Regions from separate parts of the Mus musculus genome. Here all the other regions are linked to region 3. The links are chromatin contacts, called in public HiChIP or PLAC-seq and promoter capture Hi-C maps. All regions are on one chromosome and are shown on one strand. Each heading gives the region's core, a stretch centred on a gene start, on an enhancer-like site or on the middle of the called end of the contact. The rest is flanking DNA. Distances are from core to core; before and after follow the strand shown. Region 1 overlaps Atg3 (autophagy related 3). Region 2 has its middle 62 kb from the start of Cd200r3. Region 3 holds the start of Gtpbp8 (GTP-binding protein 8 (putative)). Region 4 overlaps Ccdc80 (coiled-coil domain containing 80). Region 5 has its middle 23 kb from the start of Ccdc80. Region 6 has its middle 49 kb from the start of Ccdc80. Region 7 holds the start of Btla (B and T lymphocyte associated).

What was found. Promoter capture Hi-C pulls out the DNA fragments that hold promoters and counts their contacts. HiChIP or PLAC-seq counts read pairs in DNA pulled down with a chosen protein or histone mark.
Region 1: a contact with region 3 is called in an H3K4me3 HiChIP or PLAC-seq map of bone marrow-derived macrophages, with 5 times the contacts expected there. The contact joins the enhancer-like site here to the promoter of Gtpbp8 in region 3. A contact is called at or near these places in 13 of 39 promoter capture datasets (the C10 cell line, cranial neural crest, embryonic stem cells and 9 more), 6 of 484 Hi-C or Micro-C datasets (CD4 T cells, Th1 cells, bone marrow-derived macrophages and 3 more), 11 of 115 datasets of contacts at active chromatin or transcription factors (bone marrow-derived macrophages, craniofacial prominence, effector CD8 T cells and 8 more) and 4 of 9 other capture datasets (adipose tissue, liver, macrophages and 1 more).
Region 2: a contact with region 3 is called in a promoter capture Hi-C map of macrophages, with 7 read pairs. The contact joins the enhancer-like site here to the promoter of Gtpbp8 in region 3. A contact is called at or near these places in 7 of 39 promoter capture datasets (the C10 cell line, the HPC-7 cell line, cranial neural crest and 4 more), 2 of 484 Hi-C or Micro-C datasets (CD8 T cells and bone marrow-derived macrophages), 13 of 115 datasets of contacts at active chromatin or transcription factors (the 230-238 cell line, CD8 T cells, acute myeloid leukemia and 8 more) and 5 of 9 other capture datasets (adipose tissue, embryonic stem cells, liver and 2 more).
Region 4: a contact with region 3 is called in an H3K4me3 HiChIP or PLAC-seq map of forebrain, with 10 times the contacts expected there. The contact joins the enhancer-like site here to the promoter of Gtpbp8 in region 3. A contact is called at or near these places in 16 of 39 promoter capture datasets (the C10 cell line, the HPC-7 cell line, HPC-7-derived erythroid cells and 13 more), 5 of 484 Hi-C or Micro-C datasets (bone marrow-derived macrophages, embryonic fibroblasts, hematopoietic stem and progenitor cells and 1 more), 21 of 115 datasets of contacts at active chromatin or transcription factors (the 230-238 cell line, CD8 T cells, DN3 thymocytes and 15 more) and 2 of 9 other capture datasets (adipose tissue and liver).
Region 5: an H3K4me3 HiChIP or PLAC-seq map of bone marrow-derived macrophages shows a contact between it and region 3, with 5 times the contacts expected there. The contact joins the enhancer-like site here to the promoter of Gtpbp8 in region 3. A contact is called at or near these places in 13 of 39 promoter capture datasets (the C10 cell line, the HPC-7 cell line, the SN4741 cell line and 10 more), 3 of 15 datasets of contacts at CTCF or cohesin (CD8 T cells, the NIH/3T3 cell line and pro-B cells), 14 of 484 Hi-C or Micro-C datasets (the G1E-ER4 cell line, bone marrow-derived macrophages, cortical neurons and 4 more), 29 of 115 datasets of contacts at active chromatin or transcription factors (the 230-238 cell line, CD8 T cells, T-cell acute lymphoblastic leukemia and 23 more) and 4 of 9 other capture datasets (adipose tissue, liver, macrophages and 1 more).
Region 6: a contact with region 3 is called in an H3K4me3 HiChIP or PLAC-seq map of the 230-238 cell line, with 14 read pairs. The contact joins the enhancer-like site here to the promoter of Gtpbp8 in region 3. A contact is called at or near these places in 9 of 39 promoter capture datasets (the C10 cell line, the HPC-7 cell line, the SN4741 cell line and 5 more), 11 of 484 Hi-C or Micro-C datasets (the HPC-5 cell line, bone marrow-derived macrophages, embryonic stem cells and 5 more), 17 of 115 datasets of contacts at active chromatin or transcription factors (the 230-238 cell line, CD8 T cells, bone marrow-derived macrophages and 9 more) and 2 of 9 other capture datasets (liver and macrophages).
Region 7: a contact with region 3 is called in a Foxp3 HiChIP or PLAC-seq map of regulatory T cells, with 6 times the contacts expected there. The contact joins the promoter of Btla here to the promoter of Gtpbp8 in region 3. A contact is called at or near these places in 2 of 39 promoter capture datasets (cranial neural crest and neutrophils), 2 of 115 datasets of contacts at active chromatin or transcription factors (both in regulatory T cells) and 1 of 9 other capture datasets (pancreatic islet).

Annotation. Positions count from the first base shown.
Region 1 is chr16:45,172,405-45,175,306 of GRCm38.p6, reverse strand. Atg3 (autophagy related 3) reads right to left here. Exons shown (of 12, transcript NM_026402.3): 6 at 9-58. Among named protein-coding and RNA genes, the nearest start is that of Atg3, 15 kb to the right of the region's middle. Within about 2 kb of position 1,251, at least 11 of the 459 cell types and tissues checked have an H3K27ac peak or open chromatin away from gene starts, as enhancers often do. A contact at or near this core is called in bone marrow-derived macrophages, where this site is marked.
Region 2 is chr16:45,003,995-45,006,875 of GRCm38.p6, reverse strand. It overlaps a transcript of Cd200r3 not described here. Among named protein-coding and RNA genes, the nearest start is that of Cd200r3, 62 kb to the right of the region's middle. Within about 2 kb of position 1,400, at least 24 of the 459 cell types and tissues checked have an H3K27ac peak or open chromatin away from gene starts, as enhancers often do. A contact at or near this core is called in adipose tissue, bone marrow-derived macrophages, macrophages and 1 more, where this site is marked.
Region 3 is chr16:44,744,861-44,748,000 of GRCm38.p6, reverse strand. It overlaps Gtpbp8 (GTP-binding protein 8 (putative)), which reads left to right and starts at 1,638. Exons shown (of 6, transcript NM_025332.3): 1 at 1,638-2,002; 2 at 2,508-2,606. The coding sequence starts at 1,664.
Region 4 is chr16:45,119,630-45,122,634 of GRCm38.p6, reverse strand. All of the region lies in intron 5 of Ccdc80 (coiled-coil domain containing 80), which reads right to left. Among named protein-coding and RNA genes, the nearest start is that of Ccdc80, 27 kb to the right of the region's middle. Within about 2 kb of position 1,389, at least 42 of the 459 cell types and tissues checked have an H3K27ac peak or open chromatin away from gene starts, as enhancers often do. A contact at or near this core is called in adipose tissue, forebrain, neural progenitor cells and 1 more, where this site is marked.
Region 5 is chr16:45,069,397-45,072,137 of GRCm38.p6, reverse strand. No RefSeq gene overlaps it. Among named protein-coding and RNA genes, the nearest start is that of Ccdc80, 23 kb to the left of the region's middle. Within about 2 kb of position 1,252, at least 72 of the 459 cell types and tissues checked have an H3K27ac peak or open chromatin away from gene starts, as enhancers often do. A contact at or near this core is called in the NIH/3T3 cell line, the SN4741 cell line, adipose tissue and 3 more, where this site is marked.
Region 6 is chr16:45,043,487-45,046,302 of GRCm38.p6, reverse strand. It overlaps a transcript of Cd200r3 not described here. Among named protein-coding and RNA genes, the nearest start is that of Ccdc80, 49 kb to the left of the region's middle. Within about 2 kb of position 1,287, at least 41 of the 459 cell types and tissues checked have an H3K27ac peak or open chromatin away from gene starts, as enhancers often do. A contact at or near this core is called in the 230-238 cell line, CD8 T cells, regulatory T cells and 2 more, where this site is marked.
Region 7 is chr16:45,222,872-45,225,807 of GRCm38.p6, reverse strand. Btla (B and T lymphocyte associated) reads right to left here and starts at 1,471. Exons shown (of 6, transcript NM_001037719.2): 1 at 1,347-1,471. The coding sequence starts at 1,455.

The DNA.
Region 1 (2,902 bases), core at 2-2,501, 430 kb before region 3:
AGTAATACCTTGCTTTCCAGTGTAATCTCCTTAACTGCTTCAGTAATTCCTGTAATACCTGTTTAGAATTCAGCAGAAAAAAAAATAACTAAAATTAAGCTGCAAACATTTCAGTTATGTGAATAAAACATTTATTTAACTGCTTATAACAACACTGAAACAGGCATATTTTGACAGATTCTTTACAAATGAACTTTTCCAAATAATCCAAAGGTACCTCCAAAAATATGCCTCAAAAACTCTAATTTAGCAACGTATCTATATCACCATGACTTGGTCCATTTTCTATTCTTCATTTGAATTTTTTCACAACACACACTACAATCAAGAGAGTATATGACTTCTGTTTACACTTTAATTAGAGCTGCATCAAAATTAGGTTTTGGTTTTGTTGACACACACTATTTGCTTCAAAAACATTGGCCATCTGAATGTAGTAAGACCATACCACACTCGTACAGACCTTTTACTTCACCAAGTATGTCTACATTTTATCCATATAATTCCATCTGTAAAAGAGAGTAACAGTTTCTCCCTATGAAGAATGAAGTTGACAGTCAGACTTTGGCTAACTATTTTAAGTGTATTACTCAGCGGTACATCCTCAGAAGTCCCTTGTCACAGAAAGGTACAGTGCAGATAAGCAGCAGCACTACACCAGAGTCCTGCATAACAATTCAATCCCAGGCACCTATCAGTTCTCAAAAGGACAGTTTAACCAGGATGGGAGACTCAGTACCTAATGTTACAACAGATTTAAAGTCCTAAATTCAAAATGCATTTAGCTCCCAATAAATGCAGCGTATTTTCTTACTCTAAAGTTGGCATGCCTTTAACAGTCCTAAACCAAAGGATTATGAGCTCACCTTCACAAATGGAAGATGGCACCCTCCAAAGACCAGCATTACAAGTCTTTATTTCATAGCAGTTTGGCTATCATCCTACAATAGATATGATCAATCAAGACGGTAAAACCCAAATCTATCCAATCAAACTAAAAATACAGAATTATTTACTGAACATAAAAAGAAACCTCATCAACCTGCCAAAATATAATAATGTAGTAGCATCCCATTACACCAACCCCCAGGCACTAGCTGGAGAAGCCTCTCTCTGCAGTGGGAAGCAGTCATGCAGAGATTCCTGATGGTCAAAGGGCTAAGACTAAGTGACTACTAGGTAGCTGCTCAGCCCTCAGTATGACTCTTTATCCCCAAGGCTTAGGGAACTTCAGGGAGGAAGTGGTAGAAAGAAAGGAGAAGCTGGTGGGTTGGGAAGGAATGCTGAGGGGTGCTGTATTCTGACATGGACAATGTACTCATGATCTCACAGCAACTCTCTGCTTATCTGCACAAGACCTACATAAGATTTAAGCCAATTAAGCTCACATCATGGATGGGGAAGGTACTCATGAGGTTCCACCCCAAGTGAGTACCACTGGTGTTGATGGCTGCTCAGGGAGGTAGATAAAGATTTGTGTTTGTTTTGCAGGCAGGCACCACTGGTGGATTGCCCAAGCTCTGGCGGTTGGTCCCACATCCATGTACATGTAGCCTACATTAATTCAACTCAGTGAAATCATTTAAAAAGAAAACAAAGGAGGGGCTGCTTAGAGGTTAAGTGCACTGATAGCTCTTCCAGAGGATGGAGGTTAGGTTCCCAGCACACGTGGTAAATAAGAACTGTTTCTAACTCCTGTTTTAGGAAATCCTATACTCTTTCTTCTGGCCTCCCCAGGCACTCCACTGTGTGCACACAATGCAAACATACATATTGATAAGACATCATACACATAAAAACAATAAGGACATGAGAACTTTTTAAAAAGGACATAAAGTGAGAGGGGTAACCAAGGATATGAACAGGGTATACTAGACATATATGTAAAATTGTCAAAAAGATAATTTTTAAAATATTCTTAATTTTAAAAGTATAGCACACCTGACAAAGCAAAAGAAAGCTCAAATGTTTATAAATAGTCACACTCCAGACTTGTGATGTTCTATTCTGTCAATCTGGTTAGTGTTGGGTTAGCTAGCTAGCTCGTCAAAAACTAGTCCAAAGGTTGCAGTGGAGGTACTTTTTAAGAGACTTTGAATAAATATTAAAACCAGTATTAAATAAAGCAAATCATCTTTCAAAAAGTAGGTAAATTGCATCCAATCAAGTAAAGGAGAGAAAAGAAAATGAAAGCCACTAAAGAACTGCCCACAGTATCAACCGCTCCTTGGTGCTCCAGCCTGTTGGGGCATGCTCTGCAAAGTTCAACTGTCATATAAACCAATTCCTTAAAATATATTATATCTACTTATATTACAGTGTAGCAGTGATCCTCAAAGAATGAGCACTGGAGAATTAAAATTTCCACAAGAGATCCTATCCTGGGAGAGAGTAGGATGTAAGTCCTGGCTATAGAGGAAGAGGGAGAGTATTCACTTAGGCCTGACAATTTATGTCCTAGCTAAATCTACATTACATTTCCTGAACTTTGTCTCATCTTTTCTGTAAAATCATAGCATCACTGAAGAGAAGGAAGAGATCTTTTCTATTTCAGGTCTAGTCACAACTGTAAATAAATCCATTTCTATGTCCTGTGGTTTTCCTCTAGCGTGACAGAAAGCTCCATTTCTCCTGTCATACCTATCCTTCCAGCACACCCCTATTGGTTCTGCACCTCTAAAGAACTGACCAATACAGAGGCTAATTAATAGGAAAAAACAACAATGAAACCTGGATGAGGTGAAGCAAGGCACTTATTGGGAGTTGGGAGTACTGCCTTATCCTGAGACACAGTTCAAAGTTTTAATTCTTTAAGTATCTCTAATAAAGATAAGAATTAATTACATGCATTTAATAAACTGAAAAGCAATACTACTGCTATTTCCCACAGAGGAAAAAATGG
Region 2 (2,881 bases), core at 151-2,650, 260 kb before region 3:
CGATGTGGATTTCATGAATAATTTACTAAAATAAGACTCTAGGTTCATAAAAAAACAGTTACGAGACGACTTGTGTCAAGAAGGAGGGATTTAAAAATGCCTCTAATCCCATCCCTACCTCAGGCTCCATTCTTTTTCTCCAGTTGTTATACCTGTGCACTTTTCTGAACCTTTGCTGCCATTTCATGAACACATTCTGTCCAAAGCAGGCTCAGTGCTATGGCCTCTGAAAGCCAAGGGATGAACATAAAGGAAGAACTGTTCATCTAAAAAGTTCCTAATCAAACAGTGGGTGGAGCTTGGGAACTCTTATGGAAGAACAGGAAGGAGTGCAGCCCCTAAGGGGATAGGAACACCACAGGAAAACCAACAGAGTCAGCTACCCTGGACCCTTGGGACTCTCAGAGACTTAACTACCGACTAAAGAACATCCATGGGCTGAACCTAGGCCTCCCCATACATATATAGCAGATGTGCAGCCTGGTCTTCATGTGAGTTCTGAACAACTGGAATGGAGACTGTCTTAGTCAGGGTTTCTATTCCTGCACAAACATCATGACCAAGAAGCAAGTTGGGGAGGAAAGGGTTTATTCAGCTTACACTTCCATACTGCTGTTCATCACCAAAGGAAGTCAGGACTGGAACTCAAGCAGGTCAGAAAGCAGGAGCTGATGCAGAAGCCATGGAGGGATGTTCTTTACTGGCTTGCTCAGCCTGCTCTCTTATAGAACCCAAGACTATCCGCCCAGGGATGGTCCCACCCACAAGGGGCCTTTCCCCCTTGATCACTAATTGAGAAAATGCCTTACAGTTGGATCTCATGGAGGCATTTTCTCAACTGAAGCTCCTTTTTCTGTGATAACTCCAGCTGTGTCAAGTTGACACAAAGCTAGCCAGTACAGGGACTATCCCAAAAGCTGTTGCCTGTATGTGGGATATATTCTATTAGCTGGGCTTCCTTGTCTGGCTTCAGTGGGAGATGAAGCACCTAGCTTCGTAGAGACTTGAAGTTCCCGGGTTAGGGGATACCTGCTCAGAGGAGAAAGCGGGGTTGAGGGAAGGATTGTGGAAGGGGTTGACTCAGAGGAGGGCAGTGAGCAGGATATAAAATGAATAAGCAAAAAATTAATTAATTTTTCAAAAGTTCTTAGATTCGAGGTCCTCATTTTGGCAAGAAACTCGAGAAAAGATTTCAGTGCTGTGTTGCAGAAGAGTAAAGCTTGAAGCTAGACTTCAGATAAACAGAGTGCTGCTACTGTGCTACTGACACGGGCAAAACATGTGATCAAGGCTGAGAGCTTGTCTGATGATCCTTAACAGGAAAGGAGAGAGGGGAGAAAGTGAGGAGGAGGGGAGGGAAATACATTGAGGAAGTGAGAGCCCTATTGCTTGGTGCCTGACCTGATTCAGGGCCCCACTTGCAGCTGAAGCCAAGGCCACATGTTTCAGGGAGTGGAATAAGGGTGGAGGTGCCCACAGGGCAAGGCCAGTTTACAGATTCCGATGCAAACTTGCTTGCCAGAATGGAGGAAGATGCCTTCTAGACTGCTTCTCGTACTGCTGCCAGAACCAAAATTCTTCAGGTTCTTTCTGATGCCGTTGGTCAGCTGCATTTGATCTCTAGGTCACAGATTCTGCAGCGAAGAATACCCTTTCATACGAATCCCCCTTTCCATGGGAATTCCATTCGAGTATTATACCAGGTGGGAAGCTATCAATGTAGTAGTTATTTCTAAAGCAATGTACCCCCTCTAGAGTAAGCTTTTTAAGTCTTTCTTAATCTCAATTGGTCTTCTTTGGCTTTCTTTCATACCCCAGAAAGCTTCCAAGGCACCACCTGGGGATTTCATTACTTAGGATTGCTTTTCTTTAAGATCACAAAACCATGAGCAGCTTATCCAGATCAGGATCACATACTGCCTCTAAGGTACACATCAGACATCCCCATTACTCCTAAAACTAGGATAGTATCCCTGTGTATATGACGTGTAGTTTTGATGTTTACTTAATAAAATTAGACAACACTTTCTCAAATGTTGAGCACTCTCAAGATAGTCTGTATATTTTCTACTGATTCTTTAGAATGTCTACGGATGTTTTCAATACGGTGAGAAAGGAATTCCTCCTCTACCTTGATGCCTGGGGCAGTGAGCCTAGCACATCTGTGCCCAGCATGACTAAGTAGAAAGTGGGTGGCCAGCAAGAGAGAGGCTATACGTATGTGTGACTGTCTACAGCCAGCCCTCTTCTCACTTCCTTATGTTCACTCCTGTAGACCTCCCTCCTGCACCCTACCCTCCTGTGCTGCAGCATTATGTCTCAATAAGGTCCCATCAGAATAATTCACTTGTAGACAGTGTTCTCTATTGTTACTACAGTAGATTGAACTGGAAGAGCAGATTGAACTGGGTTAAGTCATCCAAGTACAACCAGCAATCACTAGAAGATGCCTAAAGAGCAGCAGAGATTGTGCAGACCTCTTATTAAGGCTGAGGAGGGGAAATGTGAGAGGAGAGGGGAAAGCTGCTAAGACCTGACATGATAGAAACTCTGCAAGGCCTAAGAGAATACCAGAAAGGCACCAAATTACTAGGTCTGGAATCCAAGGAACTATAAGACCGAGATCTGGGAGTCATGACACTCTGAACCCTGAAATGTAACACAAACTGATGGTTCTTGGAGACTGGCACCTAAAGCCCAAGCTGGAATGCTAGCGACAGAGGACACCAACATCGAAAGTTCTCAGTTCCTGGAAAGAAAGGGACCGATTCATCGTTGACGTCCACATAGAGCTAAAGGACACACATCCCATTGGCTGAAAAACTATCTACAGCCGTAATTGTTTGGAAACAATTCTAGGAGTTGGTAGACTTTTGTAACA
Region 3 (3,140 bases), core at 389-2,888:
TACATCATACTAAATTTTTTTATGTGTTAACTCTGTGATGAACTGCTTCAGTTCTCAAAATCAAAGCCACTTCTTCTGAAGGATGATCACAAACAGCCCAACTAGGAAAGAAACAAGGCGTGTAATAATATCTGGAAGTGAAGCATTCCAGACAGGCATATGCAGCAACACAGGGGCATATTTGCTTCTTACATCAGTGGGCTACGTTACATTTGAGACTAGAAGATGTTGGGGATTTTCACTTGCATTTTAACAGGATCATGTTTGCCATTACATTGGGAATATACCTGAAGGAGAAACAAGCAATGATACACAGCTAGATTTTGGAAGCTATGCCAATAATCTAGGTGAGAGACAAGGAGGACTGGGAACACGATGCTAATGTTAGGGTCTGAGAACCCCCAGAGAATGAGACCCCAGACTCAAATAATATGCAACAGCAAAGAGCGTCTTTCAGCAGAATTCGGCATGCAAAGGTCGCTCCATTTAAGAATGGAGACACCAGTGTGTGCTCTGCAGGGTCAGTTTAAAGCCTGTTAGGGTGGCAGTGGGTGTCTTTTATCTTTTGTTTTTTCTTGATTAGTTGGCTCTATCTCCAGGGATATGAGTCCTTTGTGATTTGTTAGGGCTCTGGGGACTTTCCAAGGTGGTAAGGCACCCTTGGATTGGCTGTCTGCAGCTGTGGTTGGATGGCCATGGGCTCCTGAATCTGGGTCCTCATTTCTGGGAAACAGAAATAGGCCTAGACTCCCAAACTGCCAGTTTACAGCCTGTCATGGAGTCAACCTGGCTCTGGCTCTTTGATCTTCTGCCTACAGTAGAGACTAGGGAAGAGTTTGATTACAAGTGTCCATGGAAAACACAGCATATGTTGACTCTAAAGTTTATGTGCCTGCTATATGCAGATGCTTTAAAAAGAAAATAATGGAGTGACAGGGCACGGAATGATTAAATGCTTGTGGTGGTTTAAATGAGAATGGCTCCCATGAGCCATTTGAATAGTTGCTCCCGAGTTTAGGGAACTGTTTGGAAAGGGTTGGAAAGTGGGGCCTTGTAGGATTAGAAGGTATGACTGTATTGGAGGAAGGGGGTGTGTATTTGGGGGCTTCAAAGGACTCCAGTTGTTCCCAGTTCTGTTTCTGGTTTATGGATCTTTGTCAGTTCTCAACTGCTGCTCCAACGCTCTGCCTGTCAGAGAGATACCGTCCCTTCTCTGAAAACGAGTTGCAATTCCAACCACATTTCTCACCAGCTTATTTAATTTTGCAAACGTGTTTTTCTCGGTGACGTGAACTTATGATAAATGTCAATCGACGATAAAACGACCGGAAACAGAAGGCAAAGCGGGCTTGGAATCCACTAGTTTGTCCCTATGGTTCCTTCCCTTGAGACTCAAAGATCACAGGACAAGGTAAGTTTTTCGCATCTGGAAACCGCTGAAGACCAGAACACGCCAATCTGATACATAGTTGGTAAAGCCAAGGTGTTAAAGAAAGTCAGTGGGGTTTCCCCCTTTCTGCCCGGAGGTGGTGAGAAGCTTGAGCAGGTGAGGAGACCCTAGAAAACTACAATTCCCAGCAGGCGCTGCGGCAGCGAGCTTTCTGTCTGGCGCTGTCCAGACCCTACTAATAAAATCCAGTCGCGAGGATTCTGGGAGAGGAAAATGGCAGCGGCTAGGTTGAGTCATAGAATGGGAAGGCTCCTTGAGAAAGCGCCAGCACTGGGGCCTTGGACCCGGGTTTACAGCACGTCCCCTGCCTTCGCAGAAGTGCTAAGGCTGCCACAGAAACAGCTAACGAAGGTAGTGTACCCGCTGCGGGAACTGGGGCAGCACCTCGCCGCGGACTCGGGGCCTGGCCTTATCGAACAGAGACTCTTCGACCCGAGCCTGGAGGACATCGGGCGGGCGGAGAGCATCTTTGAGGCCACCGCCCGGAACCGCATCGAGTACCTCAGCTCCGCCGTCCGCCTCGACCACGCCCCGAGTTTGCAGCAGCCGGAGGTGAGGTTGACCGCCGGGTCTACTGTAGGTGCGAGAGCCTGAGTCGGCCTGTGCTCATTTCCTGTCACCCAGCGAGAGAGCTCGTAACAGCAAAAGAAAACACTCCGTGTGGATGCGCCACTCGTGTGCGGTGCCCGTGGAGGACCGCAGTGAGCCGCAGTGTGGGTGCTGGGAATCCAACTCCGGTGTTCCGGAAGAGCCGCCCGTGCTTTTATATTTTCATTTTAGTTTATGTGGGTTTGCCTGCATGTATGTCTGTGTACCACATGCCTGTTGCCTTCAGAACCCAGAAAAAGACATCAGTGCTCGCTGGAACGGGAGTTTCAGGCAGTTGGGAGCAGCCATACGTGCTGGCTGGGACTTGAACTACAATCCTCTGGCAGCAAGCGCACCTAACCATTGAGCCACGTCTCCAACCCCGAAAGTACAACATGTAATAAATAAGCCACTGTTCAGCCCTGAGAATACTAAGTACTCCATTCTCCCTACCTCTCTCTCATACTAGGTGTGTTTCATAGGCCGAAGCAATGTTGGAAAATCCTCTTTGATAAAGGCCTTATTTTCCCTGGCCCCTGATGTAGAAGTCAGGATCTCAAAAAAACCGGTATGCTGGGTATCTCTTGAATTTATAAAATGAGACCTAAGTATTGGCAGATGCAAGAGATCATAATTGCTAAGTTCCTAGAGAAGAATTTTTTTAAAAAATATGTAATAAGGTAAGACATCATTAATGTCTGTATATTCTCTGAGAAAAACAAAAGTATAGCTGAATTGATTTTAGTAGTCTTGCCAATATCTAAAGGAAAGCATTGTTGTTCTAAATTTTTCCTTAGTTGACAAAGTTAAGTATTTTATTGCTGTTTTCTTCTATAATAATGAATGTCTAGTTCTACATTGGTTGTAGGGAAAAAAGGGTTTAAGTTGCTTTGTCCTCTATATTCTTGTGTATATTCCAGATGTGTGTATTCTTTTACCCAAGGCCACTCTGTGCCTTTCTTCACAGATAGCTCTGATCTTCTGCCCTTCTGCTATCCTCTCCTTCTTCTCCTTCCTTTTCATTGATGCAGCCAACTGGTACCTAAAAGAACCTTTTCCGAAATCTCACCGCTGGCCCCACTTACCTTAGTGTCCATCTGAC
Region 4 (3,005 bases), core at 140-2,639, 370 kb before region 3:
AGTCATGGTCATCATGTCTGATGAGGACACTCAGAGTAAAGTGACACTCAGTTATAAGGTACAGTAGTCAAAACTGTAAAGGAAGCAATCATGCCAAGACGACAGAAGAATGATGAAGAGCCAAAGTCCCTGTAGAGCTCCCCCATGAGTTCAGCAGGGGCTGGGAAATGAGACTATAAACAAGAAAGGGCTAGAAATGGGCTGCCAAATTTTAAGCACATGACTGAAGCAACAAGAAGGAAAGTAAGAAAGTCACTAAAAAGCTTAAAGAGGATCCTAGAAAAAGAAATCTCCTTTTTTTCATTAGATGGGGGTTGTCATTCTAGAGGCAAATGCATGTTCTGATCTCTATCTTATTATCATTAATAAGTGGCAATGCAAACTGCCCCTATGAAGTCTGGGATTTTGATAAAGCCAGCTTCTATTGTTAGTATAGCTGTCGTAGTGGACTAATAGACCTTTTATCTTATACATGGAAACTTGAACTCAAGTTTGTCATTACTACTTTTTGGATGTCTTTGTGCATGTCACTCAGTTCAACTAAGTCTCAAATTTTTATTATTTCTGGAGTAAAAAGTATGTTAGCTTCTACTTCAAAGAGGTATAAAAAAATTAAACTCCCAAACCCAACAATGTATTATCCACATGATGGCATGGAATGAGGAAATCATGTCTTCATTTACAGCTGTTCCCTTGGTCATCATCCATCACGATAAGACATGACAACCTATTTGAGTGTGTCAGTATGTTGTTTTAAAGCTCATTTTCACTGCATAGTAAGTGTGCTTCACTAAGGCTCAAGAAAGCAAGCTGGTTTTCCCACACTTTATGAATGATAAGACATAAAGAAGTAATTTGCACAACTAGTAAATCTAAGGTGGTAGTGGTACCAAAATCCAGACTTAAGGATGATGATGCTATATTTGTGCTCATAGGGTCCCTAGTACAGTATGAAATAAATACAGTGGGCTCCTAGTGGATGGAATTATCTCAAACTGGAGAAGGAATGTCACTTTCTGCCTTAGGTGCAGGCAACCAGAAGGTATTAACAATCACGGAGCCAGCCATTTTGATTATGTTTTCGCTCCCTCTGCCCCATCTAGCCTCAGAATGAGTGTGAGCATTTTTAACCCCAAAGAAAATGGCCTCTTGGAGGGAAGAGTGGTTTGGGGGGAAGTGAAGGAATATAATAGTCTAATGAAATACAAGCTCTGAATGGATGTCTGTCTGCTAAGGCTTGCCAAGGATTGCTTGCTGTGACATTACATTCACTTCCTCTGCTTGTTTTTTCTTCAAAGGGAAAGGAAAACAAGTCTCCCCTGAGGATGGGAGATGAATGTTTTGGCACAGATAGAGGGAAAGGAGCATATGAGACAGTTCCAGAGGCTCCTGGGAAAGAGAACAGTGGCGGCTGCTGGGTCACAAGCTCCATCTCTGATCTCCCTGCTTCCTTAGGAGAAATGCCAGACCAGAGCTGGCTCCCAGCCAGCGTCTAACCAGGCCAGTCTCTCCGGCCTCCATGGAGCCATTGAGTTATTTTGGTGAGGTCTGTTTTAACTTGTTTACCTGTATGTGCCACTGAATGAGGTTTTGATGGAAGAGGGATGAGACGCCCTGTCACAGACACAACCCAGAGAAGGTTGCTTCCCATAAGGAATGATTGGACTTCACGCCCTGGGACCTAAGGCCCCAGCTCAAAGGCACTAAAAAAAAAAAAAAAAAAAAAAAAACCTTCCAGGGCCTGTGACAAGAATCATGACCCTGCTGAAGCCCCCATTTGGGCCAAATTATTCTTCTGTCATGTTAGCTTCTCAGGAAGTGAGACCCTACAAGCTCTGCATGTGTTTGCTTCATTTAACTGGCATCCCAAATTAGTGTGCATTTGCCCACTGTTTGGGGCTTCTGTCTCAGGAACGGTAATTATAGCCTAAAGTACAGTGCTAAAGAGCAGACTGGCTTCAGGGTCTGGTCAGTTGAAACCGAGCTGAGCAGTCTCACCAACCAGTCAGCAAATTTAAGGAAAATTCCCATTTAGGGACTGGCTTAACCATAGGATTTTTTTTTTTTCATTTTGGAGCTCTTTTCTTTTCCCTTTTTGTCTTAGCCCAGATATCAATTCTGAATGGTCTTCTGAGCTTCTCTCACCAACAAAGTATGTTGTAGGAGAGGAAAACTGCACTGGACTACTGTAATAGCATGTACGGATCATTTGCTTTGTACTAGGGCCTAGGCCAGTGTTACCTTTAGTATTAAGTTGCACTTTTACAATAATTTTAAGAGCAAGAATGCTTATTATTGCCATTTTGCAAATTAGAAAACTGAGTGAGAAAGAAAGAAAGAAAGAAAGAGAGAGAGAAAAGAGAGAGAGAAAGAGGAAGGGAGGGAAGGAGGGAGGGTAAGAGAGAAAGAGAGAAAGAAGAGGCAGAATTCCAACACAGGGCTATTTTATTCCTGCCTCTGAGTAACTGTTTATTCTGTTTAAAATTTTAAGATATTTTATTAGTTCTTTAAATATTTCATACAATATATTTTGATCATATTCTCAGCCTGCCAACTGTCCCAGATTTACCCTCCCCACCCACAATCTCCTACCAACTCGACTTCCAGTTCTTTTATTATTATTTTTTTTAAAAGCCATTAAATACAATTGCATTGTCCAACTACGCTTAGGAGTAGGGCCTGCCCTGGAGGGTGGTCTACCCACCAAGAGTCACCATTAAAGAACACTGGCTGTCCCTTTTCCAGCCACCATCAGTCTCTCTTAAGCTAGTAAGTGGGATTATGTGTCTATCATGAAAGATGATGTAGGGATATTTAAGTTCAGAGGCAGTGGATAACTTTAAGGAAAATGTTTTCTAGACAAAACTTATAAAGATCATGACTCCATCCATAAGACCTGTAAATAAATCTCTACACACACACACACACACACACACACACACACACACACGTAAAGTTAAAAGAGGTTGGCTTACTGACAAACTTGCAACTTCAAGTGCAACTGA
Region 5 (2,741 bases), core at 3-2,502, 320 kb before region 3:
AGGTTTTGGTATATTGTTTAAGAAAACCTTAAATAAAAAGAATTAAAACAGTATAAGTTTATGTTTTGAAGATTTACAGAGAAACAGGAGCTGATGTCAAACAGTAACTGATCACACACATTCATTAGCTTGTTCTTGGGAATTTGCCACTAGCCTTAGATAATTTTTGTATTTTGATGTACCAAATGATCATAACAATATTCATTCTACCTAGATGTTTTACTGAAAACACCTTTTTTTTGAAGTTGTAAGACTTGGATGATTTTGTATTTTGATGTACCAAATGATTATTGTTATTTCTGTTCTATTTCGCTGCTTCACTGAACACAGCTCTTCAGAGCTGTAGCACCTGTTTCTCTTATGTATAAAACCCTTGCTTGAGAGCTGCAAAACACACTCAGGTTCCTTTGCCTTGGGAAGAGGCAGGTTGTTCCTATGTTTGCTCCTGACTCTAAACAGATGAAACACAAGCTAATTGCTGCCCTCTGGGCATACCAAGACAGTGTCTCATAATCCCTGGAATGTAGCACGAAGTCTAAAGGAGATGAGAAATATGCAGCCTTTTCTCTATATTTGTACCCCAGACACTCTGTGAAGGCTAGTATGGGGTGTGGTATGCATTCGTGGTATGTATTCTGCCTCTGTGTTTGTTTCTGTTTGTCACCACCCAATCCTTACCCACCTGACCTCAAGAACCCACATCCCAGGAACCCCCATACCTGGCTGGGGTGGTCCGTTGCACCCCTGGACCTTTCTAGCATCTTCTTTATCATTTATAGAATTCATGAACTCAGATCTTGGCCTGGAGGTACATGCTCCTTAGTCACTTATTCATCATTGGGAGAGAGGGCTTAGCCTCTGGCAGCCTCCATTATAACATTCATACCTGAAAGGGAGCCCCAAAAGCCAGCTGCTTACTTTAATGGAAACAATTTTAAACCCCATGCTTGGTATGTTTCTAAAGCTTATGTATCTGATTGGTTTCCTGGTGCTTTTCTCTATGTTGGCAAATTCGTGCCAGATGAGTTTTTCATTTGGTTTTGGTTTTGATTTTTTTGATGGGATAACCTTTCTTTGAGGTCATAGGGCGAAGTCCTTAACTACCTATCTTGCTCTTGTTTAACCAGTATCCTTTGCCTTGGGAATAGGCAGGTTGTTCCTATGTTTGCTCCCAACTCTAAATAGATGAAACACAAGCTAATTGCTGCCCTGTGGGCATACCGAGACAGTGTCTCATACTCCCTGGAGTGTAGCACGAAGTCTAAAGGAGATGAGAAATATGCAGTCCTTTCTCTATATTTGTCCCCTAGACACCCCGTGAAGGCTAGCAAAAGTCTGTTCTGATTCTGCAAGTACTCTGTGGTATGCATTTGGGTAGTAAAATTACATTTTGCATTTGTAGTCGGTATTTCATTTTTGAAAAAAGTGAACATCTGGTTTTCCTCTATTTAGTTTTGAAGCTCTAGAACAGCTGGGCAGGGCAACTTGGCCTTGTTCTGCATCTCCGTGAGTCATAGCTGAAGCTTCCACTCCATCAGCTACTCGCCCATTGGCTCACCAGCTGCCACTCATCTCCCCACAGCTTTTCTGGTTCTGGATGAGGACAGGGTCTGGATCAGCTTTTTCAGTCCAGCCCTTGGGAGTTTCGAGAGTGCCAATATTACATGAAGATGCTCTGGTCAGCTGTTACCAAATGTGAAAGGCCCAGCCCTGAGTGGGTGGAAAGTAGAGTCTGGCTTGCACTCATTGGGGTTTTGAGTCATAGCAGATTAGTGTTTAGACAAACTGTTTTTTCTCTCTTCTCTATTTTTCTGATCTGAAACTACAGATAAAGCAAACTGTGCTGAGGCTGTGAAGACTCACTGATTTTCACCAAGGAATTGAGTTATTTGCGTCCATCTTATGAGTTCCGTAGTATTTGGAAGAGGGAGTTTGTTTGTTCCATGCCTCAGTGCTCTTGAATTCAAAAGTTCTCCATGTTTCCTAGACCACTGCAACGGTGGGAGGTTCTGACCCTGGCTCACAGGAGGACCAAGGTACAGCCCTGTCTGAAAACTCTTCATCAGGGTTACCATGGGAGCCATAGCAGCCCCTCCAGCACCCAGGTGTAGGGTTCTCTTCCTAACCCACCATGTCAGTTGGGCTATTGTGCTCAGTCTCCATTATAGCTCTCAGCTACTGGAAACAGCTCACACTCTGTAACCCAGCACTCAAGCTCCTCTGGAGTTTGTCCCTAAACTTTGAGAGCCAGCTGCTGCTATCAGAGCCTCGTGCAGCATAGCCTAGGTACACTACCTGCCATTGCTGTTTGTCCTCTGATATCCGTGGTTTCACTCTATGCATGCCAGAGTGCTGTGAGGTGGACAATGGCTCCGTGTGCTCCTTTAATGTTCCCATCACCTTTTCTCTTTGCAGATTTCAATTCCACTGGGGCCCTGATTATCCAGACCCAGGTCAAAGGTGTCTGCTGCTTTAGAGTCTCCCTTGAGCACACTTTGAACTGAGCCACTCTTGACCTCTTCCAAATTTCCAATCCCTTTCCCAGCCTTCCCTCAAGGCTCGTGCTGGTATCTTCACCTGGAAGAAGAGGTTACAGTGCCTCTTTTTCCTGTCTCCCACCTTCATGGGCAGCCATGGCTCGGCTAGTTGTCTAGGTCACCTTTCTGCTTTCCTGAGACCCTCCTAAGGAGTATGCACTTGGTAAGCCCTTTCATAAACACAGTAATAAATACTGGTAGAGA
Region 6 (2,816 bases), core at 38-2,537, 300 kb before region 3:
GTCAGAGAATATGCTGCAAATGAAGATGGAGACCTTGCCAAATATGATGTCCCCACAAGCAGTTTTAATAAAACACAAAACTAACAGCCCTCAGGACCAGCCCTGGGCTCTAACTGGAAAATGGAGACAAGTTGTCCCTCAAAGCATTCAAATAATTTTCAAGATCCCCTTCCCAGGTTCTCATTTAACAGTAGCCACACTTAATGTGCCCTCTGTCTATACTTCTGAATTATTTACTCTTTGATGGAGACCTGAAAAGAAAGTAATTATTCACCACCCAGACTAACTCCCAAAGGCATTCGGAGACTCATGGCAACAAATCACTTTATAGCCATCAATAAAATCAGTGTTTTACTTTCACTAAAATGTAAACAGATTAGCTTCATGTATCAAGTCAAGGAAGCAGAGGGTCTGTATATAGATGTGGTGGCACAGAACGTTTATCACTCTAGTCTCAGTTGTTAGCCTAAATGATTCTTGTCTTTTGTAACCTTTGTGCTGTGACATCTTACCAAGTCTGTTCCATCAAAGGAAACATTCTGGGCCTTTTAATTTTCATTAGTAATTTTTAAAATTATGTTTTTGATTAGTATGCAGAGAAGTGGGTTTCATAGTGACTTTTCCCATACAACATACAAACATACATACATACATACATACATACATACATACATACATACATACATACATATCATTGTGCTTCTCTAGATCCCCTAGCCACCCTGGTGGTCCTCTTTCTTGACCCTAGATGCCCAGCTTCTGCTTCCATGACAACCATATTTTGTTACTATCTCTGTTCTTTTAAACTTTTAGACCTCTTCCTCCCCTCTCACTGTCCCTTTCTACTTTCAATAGGCTATAGATAGATAACAGATAGCTAGGTAACTAGGTAGGTAGGTCGGTGATAGATTGATTCTGCATATGAGAAAAAGCAGTTGATATTTGTCTCTTTGGGACTCCTGTTCTCTTTCAAAGCCCTCTCAGTCCATCAGCTCACCGCTCTACTGGGGAGGAGGATAATTTTCAGTTACACAGACAGTAGCAGAAGATGGCAAAGCCAACCTTAGATGGTGGAAATTTTCCCCCTAAGATCATTAGCACGTTGGTATTGGCAGGAGAGCAGGAGAGGAGAGTTTGTTCCCAGCAGCTTTCATGCTCAGATGCTGACAAGGCTGATACTAAGACCCGTTTCTGCAGTGCTGCCAGCTCTTGCCCACAATGGGTAAGCTGTTTCCTTTCTGGACACATCAACTTACCACACTTCAAAGGGTTCTTTTGGTGTAGACTCCTCACTTGTTCAATGTCTCTGACCTATGGTGGTTTCCCTCCCACGCCTGCACTGAGCACAGACAACCATATAGGTAGCAGAGGAAGAAAACCCTTGGCTTATTTTCACACCTCCTTGTGAGGTCTTTGTTGTTGCTAAAACAAAGGTCTTTCTGCTCCCACTTTGTGACATTCTAATTCTGCATTTATTTACTCTTCAGCTTTAAAAAAATGAGTGTAGCTTACACCTTCCCTTTCCCACCTCTCAGCATCCTAATTTGTTCAAGCTTAGCAGCCACATCTCTGGAAGTTAGTCCATTGATTCAGGTATCAAAACTAGAAATGTAAGGTCGACAGGACCTGGGTCACATCAGGCACAGGAATCCCCCAGGATACAAGGGCTCTAAATGCAAGCTGAGCAAAAGAGGCAAGTTACTATATTTGGCTCATAAAATATAGAACAGATGTTGAGGCCACAAACCTCAAAAAGAAGTTATACCCAAAGCCAGAGTTCAAAGCTGGAGCATAGGGCACAATTTGAAAGACGAATTAGCAAGGAAGAGTCTTTTGCAACTAGCATCGATATCATTACTTCATGTCTACAACATAGCAGATATTCTGCTTCATGCTGTACACACACCATGGTTCTGCTACACTTGGTCTCTATGGTCTCCAAGGCATAGCAGACACTGGCTGGATGTTCCATTTCACACTTCCTCCCTGCCGTTCTGGTGATAAGCTATCCTTTCTCAGGGCTCCCATGAACGCTGCATAGGTGTTTGATGTTCTGGGTCTGGCTGACCCTTAAAGGAGAATCATCCAAAGGTAATATGTACATTGATGGGACTCCAGGTTTTTTCCTACATCTTCCTTCAGATGTGCTCTCTTCAAGACTTTATTAGGATGGGCAATGTTGAACTGATGGGGTTGGAGGAGTAGGAAGTACTGACTACCTCAGTCTCTGTTCCACCATTGACTTTCCGGGCCAGACATTAGAATTAGTCCTTTAGGAAAGGAGTTTGGCAAACTACTTGTCAACCCTGGAGACAGACCACCTGGCCTTTCACTGAAGCTCTTTGAGAAATTGCTTAAACTTGAACAAAGCTCTTACCAGCCACAACATACCAAAAATAATATTCAGTCGATGACTAGTTATTGTACTAAGTAGTTTTTGGTTTTGTTTTTTTGTTTTGTTTTGTTTTGTTTTTTAGTTTTTAGAATCTAGTCAAAATATTAGTTCAATTTCTGATGTCTTAGGTAAACAATTACTCAGTGTCCATTAATGTTGTCACTATCAGGAATCATCTTTCTGACTTAGGAACTGTGTAACCTAAGAATATAATGTAGACAAAGGCAGCCTGTTGGAGATAAAATCACCATGCATCTCTCTGGGAGTTAACCAATTCTACTGGATCTTTTCTTTCAGAGTCTGTCTTTTAAATATCCCAGCCCAGATCTTCTTGGAGAAGAGCAGCAACTTTCAACCAAGGAGTGTTTGTCTACTTTAGGGTGTGTTTGGCAATGTTTAGAGCTGCTATTTATCAAAACTT
Region 7 (2,936 bases), core at 222-2,721, 480 kb before region 3:
TTAAGGTTTTAATGTTAAACCTAAGTTCTCATTTAATTGGATTTTATCAAAGGTACTGAAGGAAAAAACTATTGGCAAAGGTCACCATTAACATTTATCAAGCTTTAATTGCATCTACTTACCATAGCTAGGCACTATAGGTATAAGAAAAGGCCAACTGCTAGGTATAATTATATATTTTTTAATGAAGAAAGGAAAACTAAGAAAGGAGAAGAAACTTAACTGAGTTCATAATGTAAGTAGCAGAGGGAATAAATACTCCCACCTGATAACCAAGTTTCTGTGCGTAATAAATACCAGATTATAACATACTGGGTAGAAGAATATAATGCGAATTACAACCCCAATTGTGCTATAAAATTAAAAATATTTCCTTTGTTTCACAGAGTCCAGTCTGCAAGAGGTCCCTTAGAATTAAATAGAATTAATATTTGACTCCTCTTGTCTTTCAGAGGTGGGTAATAATAAACAAGGGCTTGAATGACTAAGAAGAAGTTCTACTCTGCTCTTGGCTAGGTGGTCTTGTGACATCAGATCATTGAATCCTAAACCTCACAGTTCCAGATTTCAAGATGACATTCCACAGGACCTCAGTGGTTCTATTTTTCAATCCAACACGAATGTGCCCAGTTGCTACACGTGTGATGGTGGAAGATAAATAACCCAAGGATCCCAAGCATTACAGACCTTGTCTTCATAAACTATGGAGAATTGTTTCCTATTTTCAGTTGGCGACCATTCACAAATCATCCTGTCCAGACAAACTAAAGCGACACTCATGATTTACTCTTCAGCCTCACATCGAGAAGCCTGCTTAGTACTCTCATAGTACACCCCACAGTATTCTCATAGTATACCCCACAGAAAGAAGGAGGCAGTCTATTTAGATTGAACATTATTTGAGTGTAACCATGGCCACAGCTATAACCACAAGTATCCAAAAGCTTTCCCACCCCAGTAAGCACTACAACATCCTGCTGACATCTGATACCAAGACATGAACGTAACAAGTCTTTTCTGTTAGCATGGCAGCCACAGAGAGTTTTGTAATAGTGACAAATCTGTACTGACACATTTATAACATCTGCTCAAATCTCTTCACTTACCATCAGGACCTGGTTTTAGGAAACTTAGCTCCAGCTATGGATCAGTTTTTGCTCTGTAGCCAGGTGAGTAGCATGTCCTAACTTCACTCACATCCTGGAGCGTTTTCAAGAAGCAAAAGGGACTCATCACTCTGAGCTATATATGCCCTGGACATGAACATCCCTCTCCACAGAGCAAGCTCAACTATCACTGACAGGAACCCCGAGGAAGAAAACCAGCTTTCTTAGTAGGTCCCTTACCATTCCTCTTAGTAGCTTTCTCACAAAGGATGCTCCAGAGGCCCAGATGGAGGATGAAGAATTCCCTAAATAACCGAGGAGTCCCAAGCATGGCAGGCACTGTCTTCATTCCCAGCACGTGTCAGGTAAGGGCAAACTTCCTCTTCCTCCCTAGAGATCTTCAGAGCTGGGTCACGTTATTCACACTAGCAGCATCTTAGGCCAAAATAAATTAATTAATTTAAATCAAATCAGGAGACCTGGTGGGAGAGGACAGTGTGAGTAGTCCGAAGGATTTGTGAGAGCAAGAGGCCCTGCTGTGGTTTTGTTTCTGATCCGACCTGCTGTTCTCTTTCAAGCCCTCTGATGTGCAAAGCAGCTGGCTCCTTGCTTCCGCTCTGCCACCATTCTTGCATAACCTTGAGGTTTTTCTCAAAGTGAACAATTAAACTTAAAAAAAAAAAGATCTAAATTGTTACAGTCTTTAGGTTTAGATTCTGATCAAATCAGGGTCAGGAAATTCATACAAAAAGTACCTATGGTAAGCATATATTTCCCCTTTTTATAGTTTGTGATTATGATACTTCATCAGTGTAATGTATCTTACAACCCTCCCCCCATGCTCCCATAAAGGCACAGTAAGATGAGAATGTTCCTTGTCATGAAACCAATGAAGACTTATCTGACGTTATGGAGAAAATGACTGACAGGGTGCATTTCATCAACAGAAGAGGGAAGGGCCTCCTTCTTCAGTCTGTAGATGCCTATCAACGGAATACATGCTTGCCGTTAGTACTAGCTACACGATCTTCCTAAATATTAAAGTTCTAAGCAAAATGAGCACTTGAGTGCCAATTAGAGGAAACTTTCATTTTCCGCATGCTTTATGTGGTTGTTGTCGAGATGAAGCAGTAAAGTAAGAAATGGAAAAAGTTCAAAATTGGATAGCTCAGGGTTGCTGAGGGGCTGTGGGCACGCAGCCCACGTTCAATCACTAGCTTATAACAACAGGAATTTGGTAATTCCAAATGGAGAGGTGGCACCTGTGCAGTTTAACTCATTGAATGAAATTGAGAAATCTTTCCCTCAGAGGCTAATGGTACCCTTCCAAGGCCAAACTCCATTTAGGGTACCTATTGCATATTTGTCCAGATAAGCCACAGTGGCTGGAATACCAACATGAGTGAACGCCGCTCCAGAATTTAAGGAACTCAGCCAATCCATGCTGATGCTCACGCACCCCTGGTACGCCAGATGATACAGGTAGTCTGCAGAGCTCCTAGAATCTGCACTGTTGACCAAGGAAGCACCCTGCTTATGGTTCATTTTATACAACTCATCCCCCTTCCTTGCTCAGAATGGGGTGCAAAACTCCTGTTGGCAGTAGAAACAAGGCTCAATGTACCTCTAAAATAGCCTAAGAGGTTTCGAAGAAAAGCCTTGAATCACCACCCATCCTAAAGCTCGAGATATCATCCAAACCACAAATAAACTCTGTCAACTCCAGACCATCATAGTTCTCTAGTGGTTCTTGTTCTCTCTCCTCCTCCCCCTCCCCCTCCTCTTCCTCCTCCTCTTCTTCCTTCTTTCGGTGTGTGTGGGTGTATGTAA